2 separate regions of the Macaca mulatta genome follow, and region 2 is linked to region 1. The links are chromatin contacts, called in public Hi-C maps. All regions are on one chromosome and are shown on one strand. Each heading gives the region's core, a stretch centred on a gene start, on an enhancer-like site or on the middle of the called end of the contact. The rest is flanking DNA. Distances are from core to core; before and after follow the strand shown.

What was found. A called contact is a pair of places that touch in the nucleus more often than the background predicts.
Region 2: a contact with region 1 is called in a Hi-C map of fetal cortical plate, with 3 times the contacts expected there. The contact joins the promoter of H2BC10 here to the promoter of H2BC12 in region 1. A contact is called at or near these places in 3 of 14 Hi-C or Micro-C datasets (fetal cortex germinal zone, fetal cortical plate and liver).

Annotation. Positions count from the first base shown.
Region 1 is chr4:156,159,081-156,166,471 of T2T-MMU8v2.0, reverse strand. It overlaps H2BC12 (H2B clustered histone 12), which reads right to left and starts at 4,278. Exons shown (of 2, transcript NM_001260530.1): 1 at 3,865-4,278. The coding sequence starts at 4,254. The coding sequence ends at 3,874. It overlaps H2AC12 (H2A clustered histone 12), which reads left to right and starts at 4,567. Exons shown (of 1, transcript XM_001093153.5): 1 at 4,567-5,235. The coding sequence starts at 4,597. The coding sequence ends at 4,983.
Region 2 is chr4:156,839,265-156,846,655 of T2T-MMU8v2.0, reverse strand. H2BC10 (H2B clustered histone 10) reads left to right here and starts at 3,952. Exons shown (of 1, transcript XM_078000863.1): 1 at 3,952-6,950. The coding sequence starts at 3,997. The coding sequence ends at 4,377. It overlaps LOC144340549 (histone H3.1), which reads right to left and starts at 3,721. Exons shown (of 2, transcript XM_078000862.1): 1 at 3,174-3,721; 2 at 391-2,896. The coding sequence starts at 2,423. The coding sequence ends at 2,013. H4C8 (H4 clustered histone 8) reads right to left here. Exons shown (of 3, transcript XM_078000864.1): 3 at 7,093-7,391. It also overlaps H2AC10.

The sequences.
Region 1 (7,391 bases), core at 3,029-5,528:
ACCTCAGGTGATCCACCCACCTCGGCCTCCCAAAGTGCTGGCATTGCAGGCATGAGCCACTGCGCCTGATTTTTTTTTAACTTTTAAAAATGGTTACTGGAAAGATAAGAAGTACATGTATGACTTGTATTATATTCACTCCCCCCCTTTTATTTTTTTTTTGAGATGGAGTCTTGCTCTGTCACCCAGGTTCTAGTGCAGTGGCATGATCTCGGCTCACTGCAACCTCTGCCTCCCAGGTTCAAGTCATTCTCCTGCCTCAGCCTCCCAAGCAGCTGGGACTACAGGCGTCCCATTAGTCGAAACCATGCCCGACTAATTTTTGTATTTTTAGTAGAGACGGGGTTTCACCATACTGGCCAGGCTGGTCTTGAACTCCTGACCTTGTGATCCACCCACCTCAGCCTCCCAAAGTGCTGGGATTACAGACATGAGCCATCGCACCTGGCCGTATTATATTTCTATTTGAGTAGTGTCTTAAGAGTAACAAACTGGTTTTCAGACACTTATAATAGGACAGAAAAATCCTAGTTCAAGAAAGAATGAGAAAGTAGGAGAAACCAAATGAACAACAAATTTCCCAGGCCGGGCACGGTGGCTCACCCACCCGGTTCATGCCAGCACTTTGGGAGGCCAAGGTGGGTGGATCACCTGACGTCAGGAGTTCAAGACCAGCCTGGCCAACATGGTGAAACCACATCTCTACTAAAAATATAAAAACTAGCCGGGCATGGTCACGGGCGCCTGTAATCCCAGCTATTCAGGAGGCTGAGGCAGGAGAATTGCTTGAACCCAGGAGACAGAGGTTGCATTGAGCCGACACAGTGCCACTGCACTCCAGCCTCAGTGACAGTGAGACTGTCTCAAAAAAAAAATTTTTTTTTTCCTTTCCTTCACGTATATTCCTGAAGACAGAGATAAGGTCTTCTCCCAGCTGTACTTATACCTCAGGTAATACCAAGAAAGCAGTGACATGATATATTACACTTCATGGGCATAGAGTTGTGACATTTACTCCTTTGTATTAAGGACTTGAAGAATTACTAAGTTTTTCCAGCTCATCTAAGGTAGAAAGCCATGCCATTTTCTTAGGTCCATTGACCTCTTTACTTCCAACTTCTAGGCTCAGATACTAGATAACAACACAGACCAAACATATGATTGCCAAGTCCCTAACCACAGTTAAATAAACCTCCACTTTTCAATCCCAGAGCTACTCTCAGTTTCCCAAAGAATGGGAAAATCTGAAGCAGGCAATTATTCTGTGCAAGTGTTCTTCAGGAGGCTGTAACAATTGTTAGATTAAATTGCTGTGGTCCAGAATCACACAGCAATTATTGTAAAGCACTGAACTACTCTTTAAAAAATTATTTTATGAGACAGGAGACAATTTAGCACATTCAACTTTTTAACAATCTAAGAGAGATTATGAAATATAAAAATGAATAAAAGAGCCCTATTTTTGTTTCAAATTAAGTCAAATTAATACACATGGCTAATGAGAAAATACATGACAAAGAGATATGTGGTATAATGGGAACAAACAAGAGCATAATGGAATCTTGTTCTAACGATCTGAGCAAATTAAGCTTTGCATCCATTTAGCTATTTGTAAAATAACATTGATCTGAACTTTTTGATTCCTTCAAGCTGTTAAACTCTGTGCTATCAACCGGGAATGGTTGCTCACGCCTGTAATCCTAGCACTTTGGGAGGCCGAGGCCGGTATAGATAGCCTGAGGTCGGGAGTTCGAGACCAGCCTGGCCAACATGTTGAAACCCCCCATCTCTACTAAAAATACAAAATTTAGGCAGGCGTGGTGGCAGGCGCCTGTAATACCAGCCATTTGGGAAACTGAGGCAAGAGAATCGCTTGAACCTGGGAGGGGGAGGGTTGCAGTGAGCCAAGATCTCACCATTGGACTGCAGCCTGGGCAACAGAGCTAGACTCCGTCTTGCGGGGGGAAGGGGGGGGATATCTGTGCTATGGAGAGAAATAAAATGAGATCATTTTGAAGGGAGTGAGAAAAGGGGTGAGGGTGAAAGCAGGAGAAAGTTATGGCCACTTCCACCCAGTATTTCTATTAAAACACAAATGCACTTCCAGAATTTTATAAAAAGCAAAAAGGACTGAAAGTAAATTGTATAAAATCAAGATGTTATGTCCATTTGCAAAAATAGTTTGTAAGTCTAAAGGTAATAACAGCAGATAACTTCAGAGTAAAAATTTTAGTCTGTAAAGAGTAGTCAGGTATACCTGAAGGTAGAATTCATTGGCATAGTGTATCTTAGTTTGTTTTTAAATTTTATTTGCGACGGAGTCTTGCTCTGTTGCCCAGGCTGGAGTGCAGTCAGGTGATCTCAGCTCACTGCAACCTTTGCCTCCTGGGTTCCAGCAATTCTCCTGCCTCAGCTTCCCCAGTAGCTGGGACTACAGGCACACGCCACCACACCCAGCTAATTTTTGTATTGTTAGTAGAGACGGGGTTTCACTATTTTAGCCATGCTGCTTTCGAATTCCTGACTTCAAGTGATTGCCTCCTATATAGGTATAGATATAGATCAGTGCCTTCTATATAGGTAAACAATAAATATAATTATTTGTTGATACATTTCTTAGAATATTAGTGTAACCCCAAAATTGCTGATAGGATAAATAAGACTTAGATGAACAGTGAACATATGCTTTGCATGTATTTAAAGTTTTCCAATATGACCTTGCTAATCTCCAAATGCCCAAGGGCGGGCAATATCCCCAAAGACTAGAACAATGCATGGCCAAATATGTTAAATATATATACAGACACATATACGTTGAAAATTTCCCTGTGAAACTGGCCTGCATTTCTAAATCACAAATTTAGCCAGGTAACAACCTAGCTTAAAATTCGTGGACCCTTTCTTTCACTTGGTTCTTCCAAAAAAGTTCCACACTGCTTATCACCGGCATAGCCATTCTAGCCTCCAGTTACACAATAAAACCCACCCAACTCTGCTCAGACCCTGTGCTGCTGGGGAAGTTCCCTTCTCCTCTACTCCAACTTCTTGCTTGGGGGCGGACTGTCTCTAGTCTCAGTCTGTTGTCTCCCCTCTGGATCCAGTTGCTTTTCCTTTTCTATAAGTTTTGTCAAAAGGAAAAATTACTGATTGAGCCAATTGACGCTGAACATGCCTTAACAACTAGCAAACTATTCAAGAATCTCCGCGATGATCTCATGTTCCGTTTCTTCACTCATGAGAAAAGCTGTGCTCCTCCCCTTACCCTTGCAGACTATCCTGCCTGGTGGTCTGGCATCTTCCCGATGTCTTGTGGGCTGGAGAGGTGGAAACGGGGGGGGGGTGAGAGGGAAGCAAGGCAGAGCTGGGTACAGCCTAGAAGGGGTTAAACAAGGTAATTGCTCGCGCGAAAGCCATACGTACTGGTAGGCCATCGGGAACCAAATTTACAAATATATAAACTCAAGTTAGAACTCCTTTAAATGGTGGAAAGTACACGTGACACAATAGGCTTTCAACAAGTTCTAACAGGAAGTCACAGCACTCGACACAACGGAAGTATCCATTTTCGCGCCAAGAGCCAGGAAGCACTTTCTGTTAACGCAAATTTCCTGCACATCCTTAATTTTTTAGGCGCCATATTCCCTACTCAGTACTCTCAGTACTAACAAAGTGCATATGGCTTCTTTAGCCTGTACTCGATTACAAGCACTGTACACATTACTCAATGTAATGAGATCATAACAACCCCTTTAAAGACATCGCCATTATTTAAACCTGGATTAGGAACACGTGTTTGCAGCTCTAATAGCGACAATTTAAGTGGCTCTTAAAAGAGCCTTTGGGGTTGGGCTTTAAGACGCTTACTTGGCAGGTTTACTTAGCGCTGGTGTACTTGGTGACGGCCTTGGTGCCCTCCGACACCGCGTGCTTGGCCAACTCCCCGGGCAGCAGCAGGCGCACGGCCGTCTGGATCTCCCTGGAGGTGATGGTCGAGCGCTTGTTGTAATGCGCCAGACGGGAAGCCTCACCCGCAATGCGCTCAAAGATGTCGTTGACGAAGGAGTTCATGATTCCCATGGCCTTAGAGGAGATGCCGGTGTCGGGGTGGACCTGCTTCAGCACCTTGTACACGTACACGGAGTAGCTCTCCTTGCGGCTGCGCTTGCGCTTCTTGCCGTCTTTCTTCTGGGCCTTAGTCACTGCCTTCTTCGAGCCCTTCTTGGGCGCAGGAGCGGACTTCGCTGGCTCCGGCATGTCGAGGGCGAACTACGAGTCGAGGCGGACTAACAGCAGATCGAGAAAACGGGAAGTAATGGGAGCAAGGCACCAGGAGTCGTTTTTATATAGAACCTCTCATGCAAATGAGGTGAAGAGTTAAAGTCCTGTATCTGATTGGTGGTTATTCAGGGTGACCTCAGAGGTTAGTTATACCTAATCAACCAATCAGCAAATCCAAAAGATGTACTTCCATTGGTTAAAATTAAGTGGCAACTCTAACCAATGACATATCTTCTTTTTCGCGCCCAGTGGTGTTTATAAAAGGCGCTGCCTCTCCACTTTCGTTTCGCTGGGTATTTTAAGTAAGTTGTGGCCAGTATGTCTGGACGTGGCAAGCAAGGCGGTAAAGCTCGCGCTAAGGCCAAGACCCGTTCTTCTCGGGCTGGGCTGCAGTTCCCTGTGGGCCGAGTGCACCGCTTACTCCGCAAGGGCAATTATGCAGAGCGGGTTGGGGCCGGCGCGCCGGTGTACCTGGCTGCGGTGCTGGAGTACCTGACTGCTGAGATCCTGGAGCTGGCCGGCAATGCGGCCCGCGACAACAAGAAGACCCGCATCATCCCGCGTCACCTCCAGCTGGCTATCCGCAACGATGAAGAGCTCAACAAGCTGCTGGGCAAAGTCACCATCGCGCAGGGTGGTGTCTTGCCCAATATCCAGGCCGTGCTGCTGCCTAAGAAGACTGAGAGCCACCATAAGGCCAAATAAGGAGCGAGGTTGTGAAAACTGAAAAACAAAGGCTCTTTTCAGAGCCACGCTACACTGTCCTAGAGAAAGCTGGACACGGTCATGTTTGTTTCACTTCATGTTTGTTTCATTAGATCACATTGTAAAGCGCTTCTTTCCCGGTTGGGCTGGAGTAACTCTTTACAATGTTTTTTGATGTAACTTAATCCACTGGAAGGCAATGAAAACCCACAAGTTATTGTAGGATACACCGGAGAAGCTTATTCAGCAGGAGTAATAAGTGAAATCAAATATGCAAATCCCTGAAGTCTATTTACCAACTCCAGAGTTTATGTTTGTTTTTGAGATGGAGTCTTTCCCTGTTGCCCAGGCTGGAGTGCAGTGGTGCGATCTCGGCTCACTGCAACCTCCACCTCCCAGGTTCAAGCGATTCTCCTGCCTGAGCCTCCCGAGTAGCTGGGATTATAGGCATGCACCACCATCCTCAGCTAATTTTTGTGTTTTTAGTAGAGACGGGGTTCCACCATGCTGGCCTGGCTGCTCTCGAACTCCTGACCTCAGGTGATCCGCCCGTGTCGGCCTCCCAAAGTGCTGGGATTACAGGCGCGAGCCACCACGCCAGGCCTCCAGTGTAATAATTATATTACATTAATAGTGTTGTCAAACAGCCATAAAAATGGGATATACTCGCCACTCTTTAAAGGCAAATTTTGCAATTCTAAGTATTCTTGAAAAGCAAGAAAGGTCAGCCTAATTCTTAAGTGGTCTAACTCTTAAGAGCAACTTTACCCAGGTGATGAAAGTCTAGTGACTCATTTGCATTACAATTTGATTCCGATGAGAGGAGAATATGGGATGCAGAATTTCCTGAATCCCATATTTGTAAATCCTTAGCCCCATTTCTTTGGAGAAGGTGTATTAATGCACTCTTTTAGTAACTCAGGATACAACATGGCTTTTTCTGTCTAGTTAATTTGTATTATCAAATTTATTAGATCAGGATTGCTATTGCTTTTGATTGCTTGTCCACATTAATTTACCTACCCTAGGAAGCCCTATGAGTTTCCTTCCTCCCCACCAACCCCCAACTTGATATTACTTGCCTGCTTTTACTTCATAGCCTCAAGGCTTTCTGGCTATTCCTACAAAATGCGAAACACATTTTCTGTCTTAAGGCCTTTGCACTTTAAATTCCCTCTTCCCTGATAGCTACCTTTCTCACTTTTTTTCAATCTATGTAGGTCTCACAGAGTGAGACTCCATCTCAAAAACAACAACACAAAGAAACCACACAGAAGAGATATTTGGTGCCAACCACTTATGGCTACATATGCAATATGAATGTGCTTATTTAATTCTCACAACCTTTTGAGGTGAGTATTGTTTGGACTCTAATTTGGAAACGAAAGTGTTGTGTTACTTATCTAATCAGATTCTCAATTAGTAGAAGAAAAAGCTATGTAGGTCTCTGTATACTCAGCCAGTATGCCTGTCAAGTTGCCCCCACACTGGGCCAAAGGGGCTCTAGACCACCCTTTTTAACTCCTTTGTGGGTCACTGAGTGAGGACTGCCCTGGGGAAGGATGCAGCCTTGAGTGGGGAGGAGCTCTGCAGCTGAGGCAAATACTAAAGAAGCTCACAGCTGGTGTCTATCTGCTAATTGTGCTCTCTGCAGTTGGGCTGCAAGCCCTTCCTTGAAGGAGGATCTGGGCAGTGTATTTCCATGTCTATGACATATATTAACATGAATATAAATATCAATGTTAAGTAAGGTCGATGATAGTATCTGTGAGACTGACTTTAGCATGTATAAGTGCATAGCTGGTATTGCTCTTTGACTTTTTTTCTTTTTCTTTTTTCTTGTTTTTGAGATGGAGTTTTGCTCTTCTTGCCCAGGCTGGAGTGCAATGGCCTGATCTTGGCTCACTGCAACCTCCACCTCCCAGATTCAAGCGATTCTCCTGCTTCAGACTCCCGAGTAGCTGGGATTACAGGCGTGTGCCACCACTCCCGGCTAATTTTGTAATTTTAGTAGAGACGGGGTTTCACCATGTTGGTCAGGCTGGTCTGGAACTCCTGACCTCAGATGATCTGCCCGCCTTGGCCTCCCAAAGTGCCGGGATTACAGGCATGAGCCTGTAATTACTTTCATCAGGGAATGTGAAGGGGGTGGGGTCTTTTCTTTTTAGAGAAATAAGAAAATGTGCAGACTTTCTAAAAATCTTTATTAGTTTGGTATACTCCTGTAAGAGTTTTAAATGCCTCAATCATTGCACATGGAAGGTGACAGAAAACAATTACAAAGGAAATGGGAGATTTTTCTACTGACTTTTCCTACCCCAGATTCAGCAAATCTCTTCACTTTTCCCGTTCTGAGAAATAATCCAGTTTAGCCCCATACTGAAGAAACTTCAGAATTAATACTTGAG
Region 2 (7,391 bases), core at 2,703-5,202, 680 kb before region 1:
AACCCTACCTAAACTGCTCCTAAGATCAGTGCTTGAGATATTTTGCAGACCTGATGCTGGTACCACCCAGATTCGTAAACTGACTCATCCGATCTCCTGGCCTCCACCCAGAAACTGACTCAGCCCAAGGAAACAGCTTCGACTCCCGGTAATGACATCTCTGACCTAACCAATCAGGACTCCTGGTTCACCGGCTTCCCCCACCCAGAATGCTGGGGAGACCAATTTGAGTAACAATAAAACTAGGGTCTCCCGGACAGCTGGCTCTGAATTACTTTCTCTATTGCAATTCCCTGCCTAGATAACTCAGCTTTGTCTAGGCAGCGGGCAAGGTGAACCCATGAGGCGGTTTCATTATTTGCTTTACAAAAATCAATAGATAAAACACACTTAAGCCAATGTTTTTATTGAAGCTGGATGAGAGGAACATAGGTTTTATTAAACTATTATCTCCTTTCCCATATATTCTGGAATGTCAAATAAGTTTTTAAAATAAAAACAATATGTGAAAAAAAATGACAAGTTGCTAAATTAATAAAGGTCATAAAGGAGGATCTGCTGAATACCCAAACAGGGCCTTGTGCTAATCTGTAAAGAAAGGGTTCTATATGCAAACAGATACCTTGGTTGTATGCCAAGCAGCCCAGGATGGTATGTGTTCCTCCTTGTAACATCCCTAAAAACTTGATACTTTCACTGAAAGGACCTTGGTCTCTCAAAAAAAAAAAAAAAAAAAAAAAAAAAAAAAACACCTTACGTTAGTGTTGCCCTAAGAAATTCTTATAAAAGTCAGGTGTTGAAAGATAGTCAAGCAAGCCAGAAAGTCTTTAGAGACCAGTATATTCTGAGGGCAAACTACAAGGAAACAGATTCAATTAGAAAACTGTGCTAAGTCTGGAGTCAAACCAGAGCTAATGAGTGTTAAAATTTATGTAGCAAGGAGTCTCAGCCCCAGCTGTTTGTTAGAAGCACCTGAATATTAATAATTACTATTCCCTGGGCCCACTCTACAGACTGCTATTAGTCTCATTGAACACCAGGTAAAGATTTTTCTAAAGCCTCCCCATGTGACTGTAATGTTACATTGAGAAAACTGATCTGTAAAGAAATCAAACTATTTTAGGGGATTGTTCTGTGCACTTGCTTTAGAGAACATTTCATAGAATATTTCATTCTGTAAAATAAACACATTTTGCAAAAGCTCACTCCTTGTAACAGTTCACAGGCAGGATGCCTTTATTGATTAGACCAAAACCAACAACCTAGGCTTTCTAAATCAGTGTTCATGACAATCATCTGAGGTATATACAGATTGACTCCAGCCCTAGATGGGGATTGAAACAAGCTTCTAACAAGTTCCCAGGTAATGCCCACGCTGCCAGTAATGTAGAAGCCAATCTGGCTTTGGTTTCTGCCACCAATTTCTGATATTGAATCAACTATCGGTCAAAAATGGATCATTTCACAGAAAAGACCAAGAACTGTTTAAAAAAAAAAAAAAAAGTGGGGCGGGGGATTGTAGAAATAGCTTACTTCAGACAAGAAAAAGCAGCAACCAAGGACATCTGTACCTATTCTCAACTGCCAATGCTCATTAACTGTAAGGTTTTAAAAGGGATTAACTACAAATACACTACGGAAAAAAAAACCCCTTCTATAATGAGTATAAGTAGACAACGCAACTAACGCTTGAGACAAACCATGTATAACATGAACCCAGATGGCCCCTTCCACTACCAAATCGAAGCACCAAACCCCTAATAGCCAGCAAAAAATTAAAAATTTAAATTTAAGTTTAAAAAAAAAGGACGTTGACAATCTGGCATGTTCGGGAGAAAGCACGGGAATATAGCAAGCTTACCATTAACTTTAGCCAATCAAATGAGGACTTAAATACTACCACCAACGTTCAGTTTCAAAGATTCGATTAGTCAATCACAGCTATTTTCGGGTGAAAGTAGGCGGCTCTTAAAAGAGCCTTTGGGTTGGAGAGAATTATTACCCAGAAACCTCTACGCTCTCTCCCCACGAATGCGGCGAGCGAGCTGAATGTCCTTGGGCATGATAGTCACTCGCTTAGCATGGATGGCACACAGGTTGGTGTCCTCAAAGAGCCCCACCAAATAGGCTTCGCAGGCCTCCTGAAGGGCCATCACCGCGGAACTCTGAAAGCGAAGATCCGTCTTGAAGTCCTGAGCGATTTCTCGCACCAGGCGCTGGAAAGGCAACTTTCGAATCAGCAGCTCAGTCGACTTCTGGTAGCGGCGAATCTCGCGCAGAGCCACGGTGCCGGGACGGTAGCGGTGAGGCTTCTTCACGCCGCCGGTGGCCGGCGCGCTTTTCCGAGCCGCCTTAGTCGCCAGCTGCTTGCGCGGTGCTTTGCCACCGGTGGACTTGCGTGCAGTCTGCTTGGTGCGGGCCATCTCAGATTAACTGGAAGAAAAACTCAGCCATTTGGCAGAGTGGCGACTGCCCTTATATATACTCAGAAACATTCTAATTGGCCTTGCTGATTTTTAAAAGTCCCGCGCAACAAAACCATTGGCTGAAGAGTCCAACGATGTGATTGGTGAATTACTGGAAAGTCTGATTGGACAAATCACTTCATTTTTTAATCCTCTCTTCTCTGTTAGTATGCGATCCAAGAGCGTTAATTTCCTAAAATTCTAATTCTGCGCTTTTCAAGCTGTAGTCCGTAAACGACTACTTTAAGACTTTGGAAGACGCTAATTCTCATTCAGTAGATGTGTTGTGGGGCCAGATTCGGAGGACCACGTTTTGAGAAGTTTATCTGTGGTTTTCCGGAGTAACTTGAACTGCCGCTAGCTAGAAACTTTTGACCACAAGGCAGGATTCCTGGGTGGTGTACCTGGGAAATCACAAGCCAAGAAGTCACCTACATAAAACAGTGAGCAACAAATGTTAACTGAATTGTATTTTGTCCCAAATGGTGTTTTGCTTCGGTTGAGAATTTTTAAAGGACAGACTAACTAGGTTTTCCAACGACTCTCATTTACTTTTCATTGGGTCCTATTGATATTCCAGGCTACCATCCCCACTAGCCTCTTCTGCAGGGTAACTTGAACACTGGAGTGGCCCTGTCCATGTAAACTTTACACAGTTTTGCAAACATTATTGAACTTGCTTCTTCCCGAATACATTAAAGCACTTACTTGCGATATTAGACATTTTCTCATTAGTCCTGTTCGCCTAGTCAGTCACTTGTATAGACAGGGCCACAGTACGGCCTGAATATTGGGCAGGACACCGCCCTGCGCGATAGTAACTTTGCCCAGCAGCTTGTTGAGCTTCTCGCGGTGGATGGCCAGCTGCAGGCGTCGGGGAATGACGCAGGTCTTCTGTCGCGGGCCGCGTTGCCCGCCAACTCCAGGATCTTGGCGGTCAGGTACTCCAGCACCGCCGCCAGGTACACGGGCGCGCTGGCCCCCACCCGCTCGCCGTAGTTGCCCTTGCGGAGCAGGCGGTGCCCTCGGCCCACAGAAAACTGGAGACCAGCCCTGGAAGAGTGTGTTTGAGCCTTGGCGCCAGCTTTGCTGCCCTGCTTTCCACATCCAGACGCAGTGAAGTATTTAAATAATTGTTTAGAAGAAGGAAAGTGACTGGTTCTAGTAAAACGCAACCAGCTAAACTACTATAATCTATATTCGGTAAAGTGGCCTGTGCTATCTCCTGAACAAAGATTTCAGCCAATCGAAAAGCAGATGTTTAAAAAAAGTTAAAAAAAAAAAAAAAAAAAAAACTTCTGACTTACATAATTATAGTTGAAAGGTCAAATTATGAGGTTGAGCTTCTGGGAGAGCCAATGAGATTTAGGAATTTAGAAATGGCCTATCGTATGTTCAGACATTAAAAGAACCAATCAGAAACCGAAACTCAGCAAGCCTCATTTGCATATACACGGAATAAATAACGAGGGCGTTTGGGCTCGCCAGCATTTCCCTGTGGTCGTTTGACGGTGTCACTTCGGCTGCGAACATGCCAGAACCAGCTAAGTCAGCCCCTGCCCCGAAGAAGGGCTCGAAGAAGGCGGTGACCAAGGCACAGAAGAAGGACGGCAAGAAGCGCAAGCGCAGCCGTAAGGAGAGCTATTCCGTGTACGTGTACAAGGTGCTGAAGCAGGTCCACCCCGACACCGGCATCTCGTCCAAGGCTATGGGTATCATGAACTCCTTCGTCAACGACATTTTTGAGCGTATCGCAGGCGAGGCTTCCCGCCTGGCGCATTACAACAAGCGCTCGACTATCACTTCCAGGGAGATACAAACGGCCGTGCGCCTGCTGCTCCCCGGGGAGCTGGCCAAACACGCGGTGTCGGAGGGCACCAAGGCTGTCACCAAGTACACCAGCTCCAAATAAATAGTTACCTGAGTAAAAGCGCCAACGACCCAAAGGCTCTTTTAAGAGCCACCCATGTTGTCGTTTAAAGATCTGTAATTTTCCAGAGTTGGCAAGGTAAAATGGCTAAGCAACACATGGGATAGTAAGGGTTTACTAAAACGTCCAAGTTCGGCCGCGCGCAGTGGCTCACGCCTGTAATCCCAGCACTTTTGGAGGCCGAGGAGGGCGGATCACATGAGGTCAGGAGTTCGAGACCAGCCTAGCCAACATGGTGAAACCCCGTTTCTACTAAAATATACAAAAATTAGCCGGGAATGGTGGCAGACTTAATCCCAGCTACTTGGGAGGCAGTCAGAAGAATCGTTTGAGCCCGGGAGGCGGAGGTTGCAGTGAGCCGAGATCGAGCCGTTGTACTCAAACCTGGGGTATAAGAGCGAGACTGCCCTCAAAAAGTCCAGGTTCGTTGTTTTTTCCCCTATAGATTGTAAGCGTCACCAAGGAGTAAGTGCGTATGCAGCTTAATATGAGACATTTCACTCAGCAGCTAAGGAAAAATCGTGTTCTAGGTTGATCCCCACTTTTCTTCCCGCACACCACCACCTTAAAGCTATGTTTTCGCTTTTAGTTTCACTTTAACATCCTATTGCCCTTGACTTGGAGTAGCCGGGTGGAAATCAAGTTTGGGGTAGTATTAAATCTAAAATAAGCTCTGAGAAAGCGAAATTCGTCTTGTAGTTCGTTGTTAACTTGTAAATGATTGGAGCGGCATTTGACGGAGGAAATCACCTCTGTTGGTTGCATTTCTAAACCATGGCAGATCGCTACCAGACGTTCTCATTATCCCCCTTCCAACTCTACTAATTTCTTTACAAATTTTACTGAGTTTATAATTAATGGATTACTTCACGTAGCTATATATATTACCTCTTGGCAAGATCAGGAACTCTACCATCTTCCTAGCTGAACATATTGAGGTTTAAGAGAAAGAACAGGCAACAGGATAGCCTGAAGTTGGAGCAAAGAAATGAAAATTCCCGGTGCTACATTCATATGCTTTATCTGTAAGCCTTTTTAAGGCTCCAAGGACTGTGTTCTCCCTCAGCCACCTCCTCCGTGTCCTGGAACGACTTTGTCCACAGCTACTTCCTTTCCTGAAATTTCATTTTAAGAGAGGAGGGTTACAAGGAATTAACATTTGTGTGGTAGTCCTTAGAATGCATTCATTCATTGATTTTTTTTTTTTTCCTACAGTCAGCTGTGAAATGGAATATCCTCTTTTACAGGTGGATGACTTCAAGAATTTAGGTTAACTAGCCCCTTACACATAAATAAAACTGAGATTTGAAGCTACTCTATCTGATTGTAAGGATTACTTCCCACTATTCGTTAGAGAACATCCCAAGCAGAAGCCTAGTTGCTGTCACAGAAGTCAGGAAATTTAGGCTCAATCAATAAAAGAAAACTCGTCAGGAGATACACATATTCTTTGTCGCACAGCAAAGTCCTTACACCAGGAAAAGTTTCTTTTAAAAATAAAATAATATTAATGGTGACCTTTGGGCCCTAAAGATCACCTGGCAGCAAGTTTAACTTTTCTGAGCACTATATTCTGGAGGGGAAACCTTGGGCATTGTCAGTGTAAATGTGAGCTCTAAAAATCTTATTTTCTATTTATTACCTACATGTCATTATTTTCTATTTATTACCCACATAGCAGCTTACTGTGAACATTAAGTGACCAAAATTTGTTTTTAATTTTTTGTTTTGAGACAGGGTCTCACTTTGTCATCCAGACTGAAGTGTAGTGACACAACCACATGCTCACTGCATTCAACCTCCCTGGCTAGTGTTCCCACCTGTCTCCCAAGGAGCTGGCACTACAGGCACGCACCATCACACCCGCTTAATTTTTATTATTTTGTTTTTATGATTTTTGTAGAGCCAGGGTCCCACTGTGTTGCCCAGGCTGGTCTCAAAGTAAATTTGTAATGGAATTTGTGAAAAAAAATTCTCTAAGCTCCATATATAACTAAGGCATTCATTTCTTGCTCTCCAAAGCTAATTTCAATTAAATTATATATTCGTGAAATATTCAAGCATGGATTAAGGGGGACATCACTCAGGAAGTGATAGTCCTGATTGCCTGTTTCAATCCTAAGTTTGGGCAATTTATCTAATTCCTCTGTAAGCACTTCCTTACCTGTTTATTCCAAACAGGAATAATAATTAGTAACTACTGCATGACACTGCTGGAGTAACAAATAAAAGGACACAGCTAAAGCACTTAGGACCGTGTCTGCACAGAGGATGACCCCCTAAATATTAACTGTGGCTAAAGCCTCTGGTTGAAATGATAGAGAAGGTGCCTTTCATCCTGCCCACAATTAAAGCCAAGAGTCCTGAGGCCTGGAATAATTAGCGTTTGATGTGAAAAGGGCTTCTTTGTCTGGCAGTGTAAATAATACTCTTTGAACAGTTCAATCCCCTCTTTAAAGCCATTGCTTTCCTCTGAAGCATTTTGAAGACATCCTACCGCCTGTGGCTGTTTGATTTCCCTATCGTTGCTTGCCAATTCAAGCAACATGTGTCATATTTTCCAGGGACTGTCTCATGCCCTCAGTAGAACTAGGGGTGCCTCATTTAATGGTCAGATGTGTTGAGTTGTAAGGAAGGAAACCTAGAAATTCACGTAAGAATTGCTTAGTACTTTTTTACTCCTTTTTTCTTCCCAAGTTTCCTATTAACTTTGCTAACCTTGCTACATTTATTTTGCATCCATTTGTTGACTAGGTTTCCCTCATATACCTCCAAATCACAGCCATGTTTTTAGATGAACTTCTGCACCTTGATAAGTATGTTCTTTAATTGGAATGTAGGAAATTGGCTGGCTGATGAGGGCCACACTTTCCTGAATCCATTGTATCCTTGAGACATAGGTCACTTCAAAGGAAACTGATTGGTGTAAATTCCTGGCCTGAAAAGCTGAAGAACACCACCTCACCACTAAAGAAGTAACATCATTTTTAGGCTCT